Regions from separate parts of the Mus musculus genome. Here region 2 is linked to region 1. Evidence: chromatin contacts called from public Hi-C data. All regions are on one chromosome and are shown on one strand. Each heading gives the region's core, a stretch centred on a gene start, on an enhancer-like site or on the middle of the called end of the contact. The rest is flanking DNA. Distances are from core to core; before and after follow the strand shown. Region 1 has its middle 79 kb from the start of Il17rd. Region 2 has its middle 16 kb from the start of Gm34754.

What was found. A called contact is a pair of places that touch in the nucleus more often than the background predicts.
Region 2: a Hi-C map of liver shows a contact between it and region 1, with 2.3 times the contacts expected there. The contact joins two enhancer-like sites. A contact is called at or near these places in 2 of 484 Hi-C or Micro-C datasets (Sertoli cells and liver) and 1 of 9 other capture datasets (adipose tissue).

Annotation. Positions count from the first base shown.
Region 1 is chr14:27,116,535-27,120,220 of GRCm38.p6, reverse strand. It overlaps a transcript of Arhgef3 not described here. Among named protein-coding and RNA genes, the nearest start is that of Il17rd, 79 kb to the right of the region's middle. Within about 2 kb of position 1,425, at least 2 of the 459 cell types and tissues checked have an H3K27ac peak or open chromatin away from gene starts, as enhancers often do. A contact at or near this core is called in liver, where this site is marked.
Region 2 is chr14:27,297,254-27,300,792 of GRCm38.p6, reverse strand. It overlaps a transcript of Arhgef3 not described here. Among named protein-coding and RNA genes, the nearest start is that of Gm34754, 16 kb to the right of the region's middle. Within about 2 kb of position 1,757, at least 31 of the 459 cell types and tissues checked have an H3K27ac peak or open chromatin away from gene starts, as enhancers often do. A contact at or near this core is called in liver, where this site is marked.

The DNA of each region.
Region 1 (3,686 bases), core at 176-2,675:
AGATGCTCTCTCAATCTCCATCATCAGACATCAGGGAAACACAAGTCAAAAGAAGCCACATCAAGAACACCGGCCAGCCACCAGAATGGCAGTGATCACAAAGACGGACTTTAGGATGTGGAGAAACTGAAGCCCACGTCCCCTGGTGTGGGCTGTGAGATAGAGCCATCATGGCAGATACGCTTTTCAAATGGTGTTAACATGTGACCCGGTAACTTGGGCTAAGTATGAAGCTAAGCATGGAGCACAAGCCTAAAATGTGAGGGACCCTGAATGCAGTGCTCAGCATTACTACCTCCCCCCAAACACTGCCACATATATACTTAAGAGAAAGTAAACATATGCCCACACGCATTTATGTAAAGTTTTACCGACATGTGGATAGAGAAAGCACTCTTAGACATAGCTAAATGGAGAAAAATTAATTGCTGAATAATACATTTAAATGATTCAAGTATGACAGCTTTTACAGATGGCTTAGCTAGTAAAGGCATCTGCTACCAAGCCTGATGACCTGAATTCAATCCCCTAGTTGTCCTTTGCTCTCCACACACATACAATAAATGGCACAGGTATGTGAGTGTGTGCACACATGCACACACACACAATGCTACTCACAGGTACACACACACCTGCATATAAAAATAAGCACACATTATCTCTGGAAGCAATGGTGAGTAGAAAAAGAATTTCATTTTTTTTATTCTACAATGTTTATATATTTGTTACGGGGTGTTATGTAATCCAGGATGGCCTCAGATTCAAACTCAATCTATAGCCAAGGAACTCCTGATTCCCCCTACCTCCACCACCTAAGTGTTGAGATTTTGAGTGAGCAGCACCATGCCCCGCTCTATTCTACAGCTTTCAGTGGTACATAATAAGAAGATGGCCAGAATTTCTTAGGCTAGATAGTATTTGTTTTCTAGCCAAAAGGGAAAAGAGAGAGGAGACAGCGATGGAGCAGTGGCACCCTGGAGACTGAGTGAAGTGAAAGGATAGGCAAACATCTCTGAGGTTTCTGTCACCTCAGCAAGGGTGACTGTGGGTGGGAGGCAGTGGAAGACCATGAATAACTTGGAGGCAGCCAGGCTTCAAGGATGTGTGACCCTCTGAGGCTGTGAACCTTCTCTGTCCTTCTCCATTTCTGGCTATGTGCACCAGCCTGTCCTTCTGGGACATACTGGTTTCAACTTAGCCACACTTGTGAGGGTGCCTCTGAAAAGTTGGGAGACATTCGAGAAATGAAGGCACTGGCTCTTCCAGCCCTGTGTTCAATGGCTGCGCAGAGGTGCAGGCATCCCCCAAATCCTATGACTCTTTATTATGTATTACACCAGTGCCAGCTATTTAACCAGAAGCAGTGGACTGTGCCCTCAAGCGAGTCCTACGGGAGACCTTTAGAACCAGCTTCTCCCCTGACCCCGCTGCCTTCCAAATAAATCATCTGGGATGATCCTGTTGCCCTCCAGCTCTCTGCATGGCAGCAGAGCTGACAGCCTCTGAAAAAATGAAGTACCAGCTTTCCCAGCCAGCATCACAGCGCATGATGCCATTGGCTAGAATGAGGGGAGGACCCTCTTCCTACACTGTCTCATTCCCTTCCCCTTCTCAAGTCAACCAGACTCACCCTGTGTTCAAGAGATAACAGGCTGGCTGGCTGGCAATGTGGCTTGGATGGTAGAGTGCTTGCCTAACATGCACAAAGCCATGGGCTCAACCTCCAGCATCATATAAACCAGGTGAGGTCGTTCACACCGCTTATCCCAGTGCCTAGAAGGTGGAAGCAGGAGTATTAGAAGTATAAGGTTGTATTCGGCTACATAGGGAGTTTGAGGCCAGCCTGGGCTACTTGAGACCCTAGAGGAAGAGAAAGAAGAGCTATCCTTGAGCTCCATATGCATGGCCTTTGCCCATATATCCACAGGCTCACACACTTAGGCTTCTACTCATGTGTACCTTCTCAGAGACACATTCTCTCACCAAACCCGCTCTGCCTCCATGGAAATGATAGTAGGGAAGGGTCCTCCCCTCATTCTAGCCAATGGCATGACCCTTCCCTACTATCATTTCCATGTCACCTGCACGCTATGGTTGTCAGCTCTGCATCTGTTGTCTTTGCCACTGGGCTGCCAACTCCAATGGGAAGAACACTGCCCATGTTCTGGATAACAGGAACTCGGCACCAAGACAGGTCTAGCACTTTCTCCTAAAGGCATTCGTTCTGTGTGGTGCTGGGGACTAAACCTGGAGCTTCGTGCATGCTAGGTAAATGCTCTACTGAGCTGTACACCCAGTCTTCCATGGTATGGCTTGGAATGCAGTCATTAAACTGGGCTATGGGGTTCAAGACAACCTCTGGCAGGCCATGGTAGCTTATGATTGTGATCCTAGAATGTGGAGGATGAAGTGGGAGGATTACCATAAAGTCGAGACCAGCCTGGGCTTACAGTGAGGTCTGGGCTACTCTGTGCTGCGGAGTGAGACCCTATCTCAAATAAAGCAAACACAAGAACATTTGGCAGGGTTTACTGGTACATACTTATAACCCCAGCACTGTGGATGCTGAGCCAGGGGGATGGATAGTTCAAGGCCAGCCTGGCTATGTATCAAACTCTGTTTCAAACAAACAAAATACTATTTCCAAGTCGTGTGTGTGTGTGTGTGTGTGTGTGTGTGTGTGTGTGTGTGTGTGTGTGTGTGTCTGTGTCTGTGTCTGTCTGTCTATCTGTCTGTCTGTGCATATGTTCCCAGAAAACCTTAGTGAATCAGAACCACACACGGCTACTTCATTTCCCCTCTCTTTGATTATAGACACCAGGTAATCCAAATCAGAGATTATTTGCAGAAATCCTTAAGGTTTAAGAAGATTAAGGGCCCAAGGTTTTCAGTCAGTACAATAAAGACCACAATGAATAAAGTGACTCAGAATAATTCAGAAAAGATCAGAGAAAGAATAGAAATACAAAAATAAAAAACAAAAAAGACAAATAAATAACCTTCCCACCCCCACCCTCATCCCTACCCCCACCTCCACCCCAATTCAGTATCAGTGTCCTGAGCAACCCAGACCTTGACCTTGAGGGCTTCTAGATTATGGCAATGCCTTTGCTTTTTTTTTTCTTTTCTTTTTTCCCCCTGCCTCTTTTTGTCCCCTTTCCCACTGCCTATCTTGGATTCTGAAAACAGGCTGGCCTTGAACTTCTGATCCTCTTGCTCAACCTCCTGAGCTTTGCTTTCTCCGATGCTCACACAGGACTCAGTGGCACCCTGACTTCTGGCTGGGGACAGGGACTTCAGGGATAACAAGAAGTGCAGAACGCTGTCTTGGATGGGTATGGATGGAAGGCAGGCCAATCAGGAAGTGAAACAGACAGGAAGAACAAGAGCAGCAGAGGTCTGGAGGCCACATCTTATCCTCAGAGGGGCACAGAGTTCTGGTTCCTCATCCCCACAGTGGAGCCAGCTGTATTAGAAGGTTGTAAGTTCCCTGCCTTCAAAGGATTTCAGCACTACTACTCTCAATGTGGGGATCAGTGGTTCATGCTTGGAATGCCGGCATTTGGGAGGCTTGGACACCCCAAACTCAGATTTCTATTAGCTGTACCCTATACTACAGGCTCCACAAATGCTACGATCCCTAACCCAGGACCTGCTATCATCTTCTTGCCTAGATAGTCACTTGG
Region 2 (3,539 bases), core at 508-3,007, 180 kb before region 1:
TATGTTTGTGTTTTAGAGTAGGTGTGTGTTATAGTTATTTTTAGTTAGTTTGAGACTGGGTTTCGCAATGTAACCCAAGTGGGCCTCACACTTGTAACGTTCCTACCTTAGCTTCCCAACTGCTGAGAGTCCAGGGCAGCATCACTATACTGGGATTAAGCTTTCAGTTTTTAAAAAAGAATGTTGAGTCGTGAGTGTGAGGCCAGTCTAGACTACATAGTAAGTCCTGGTCTCGGATGGATGGATGAATGGATGGATGGATGGATGAATGGATGGATAGATGGATGGATGGATGGATGGATGGATGGATGATTAAATATGATGAACGTGTGGTCAAGTCTCAACAGAGTCTACTATGATCTCAGTAGTAAAATACCAACACTCTCTCTTAACTGTGCTAAGTGTTTAGTGTGATGGGGAGCTGGGCAAAGGTAATCAGGGATTCTCTGGACTCTCGCCTTGGCTGTAGCTTTTCTGTATCTATGAATGTCCCAGGATGAGAGTTTATTAAACATATAGAAATATGTTTAAAAAAACAATGGTTTTGATGAGAGTTTATTAAACATATAGAAATATGTTAAACAAAACAGTGGTGGATAAAATCCTGGTTGTCTGATCTTGAGATTCTGCACCCCCTACCCAAACTTGGGCAGCCTGGAGATGACATTCATGGCTGGGTTTGCTCACAGGCCCTTCTCATTGCATGGATCCCTTGACACAAGAAGACCTTCAGATTCTAAGCTCACAGCAAAGGATCATGGCCCCACCATTGCTGCATCTCCTTTTACTTAGAGCAGAAAGAAAGTGGCCCTGGTTGCTAGGTTTGCAAAATCTACGGATGAAAACAGTGTGGTCCCTCACCCCTCAGGATCTCAGGACTCTGGCCCGGAAACTCCCGTTCTCACAGGAAGCCTTTCTGGGATGATGTCACCCACCAGATCCCAGGCATTATCTCATCCTGGTGTGTCATCCTCTGCATTTCCCTTCAAGTTGCTAAGAGGAAATGAGAGAAGAGGCACACGACTCCTTCAGCACACCTTGGTCTGAGGTGGAAATATCTAGTACTCTAAGGCATTACTTTTCCTTCCTTCCTTCCTTCCTTCCTTCCTTCCTTCCTTCCTTCCTTCCTTCCTTCCAGACTGCTTTTCCCTCCCTCTTCTCTTTCACTCTCTCTGCTCTTTTTCTTCTATCACTAAGTTGTTCTCTCTGCCCTCTTTGCCTATTTGCTTCTGTTTCTAAAGTGACACTGTGTAGCCTAGACCAGACCTGAGCTCCTGAACTCAGCTAATCCTCCAGCTTCAGTCTCCAGGAGAGCTGGGACCACAGGCACACACCATCACACCCAGAAAAGAGCATGTTAAGACCACTGGAGACGTTTGCTGTCATACTCAATGGAAAACAAAACAAAACAAAACAAAACAAAACAAAACAAAACAAAAAGACAAAAAACAAAAACTGACAACAGAAAACCCACCCATGCAATGCCTGAAAAAGTCATCAATAACACAGGGTGGGGGACAATTCAGGAGGCTGCAAATATTTACTATATGTCCCTTGGTGTGTTTATCTTTCAATGCTGGAACAAAACAAATATTTGTTCCCACAGGCTTCCCAAGTGGCAGAGCTGGTAAGGAAGAGAAATGCTGTCTACAGCCGTTCCCACACCATACAGATAAGAAGGCTGAGGCTCCAAATGTGCTCATACTGAAGACCTGCATTTAAAAATACCTTGATTGCAACACACACTCCAGAGCACAATGTACTGTTTATCCATCTTGTCCCGCACACAAGGTTGGTGATGTGTGTTTGACCAGGGACTCAGCACAGCATTGTGAGCAGCTAGGAAAAGTCCAGTTGAGATACCAGGATGGAAGAAGCTCTTGTGTGTCTGGGGGCTACTTCAGTGTATCTCATTTTAGAGTTGGGAAGGCTAATACCATCCCTGAAACATGCATCCCTGAAACATGCTGAAACAGCATCTAGGGGAGGATTTGGAAATTCACCTAAAGACACTAAAAAATTAATACTCTTGATTTTTCTGTTGGGCCTGGAAGCACACACTGCAGTCTCAGCTACTCAGGAGGCTGAGGTGGAAAATGACAGCTTTAAGCCTGGTCGGGGATATAGAGCAAATTCAAGGTCAGCCTGGACAACTTAGCAAAACCCTGTCTGAAATACTTAAGAGGAAAAAGAAGATGGAGATATACCCCAGGGGCAGTGGCTGGCTTTATCTATGAGACCCTGGGTTCAACCCCCATATTACCATTATAATTACAATATTTATTTAAAATTTAAAAAATAGTTTTTCCTGTTTCAAGAGAGACTTAGAAAAGCTTTCCCTTCTAAGGTAAAAATTCTAAGATTCTGTTTTACTAAATTAGGAAGATTTGTTGGGACAGAAAAGAAGTTTTTTTCCCCCTACATAGAAGATTAAAATAAGATAGTTCATATTATATACAACACAAGGCCAAAGAGAGCCTATAGTCCCAAAATGTATCCACCTCACCTAAGGTACTTCAATCTGCACTCTAGGGTATAAGATGGTGAAAACCCCTCTCTCTCACCTACACAAGTACTACCAGCCTCACACCTGTTCTGTTCAAATTCAGAGTAAAACAGAACAGCTAACAACTACGATCTCTTGGCATGGCCCACTGTCTGTTTTCTCAGTGAGAGGATGAGAGGGAGAAGCCACCGTGGCTGGAGTCTTGCCCTACAGCAGCCACAAGGGTTAAAAAAGAGCCATTTGCTCAGGCAGACATTTTAAAGAGGTGGCAAAAACCTTCGAGCTCCCTCTGAGGCCACAGCATGCTGCAAGAGAGCTTGTGTATACTCTCATTAGACACAGCTTACCCAGTTCACTGCCATCAGCTGTCCATGGCTCCTGCTCCCACTTTCCCATCAAAGTGCTCACTCATGTTGAGTGGCTGAACGGATTCCATCTTCCTGTGCACCATTAGCACACAGGCACCACCACAGGTACTGCACAGCTTGTATCTCATACAAAAATGTAACCATAAGCATCTAGAGTCTGGTGAGACTTTTCCAAGGCTTTAGTTGCATAGTTTCCTACTCAGAGACCTCACCCCTGCAAAGACCACTTAATTACAGAAATTCTTGGGTGTGATTCTGTACGTTTTACAGTAGCTACATCATCACTCTGACCCCATGCTTTTTATATTTCAGCCACTGGATTAATCTGAATGGGCACCTCCACAAATTACAGCCAAGTGTTCATTTAAAAAATGGACCAAGCAAAACAAACATACACACACACACACACACACACACACACACACATATACACACACACACAAACACAAAAGGTAATAACAGAAATATATACACACACAAACATGCACACATACATGCACACATACATACACATACCAACATGTGCACACACATACAGTAAAACACATACAGCAACATACACACCAACATGCACACACACACACACACACATGCACGCACACACGCACGCACGTCCTGGAAGATTACCTAACACAAGGTGAAAGGGGACAGCTGACCATCTGGGA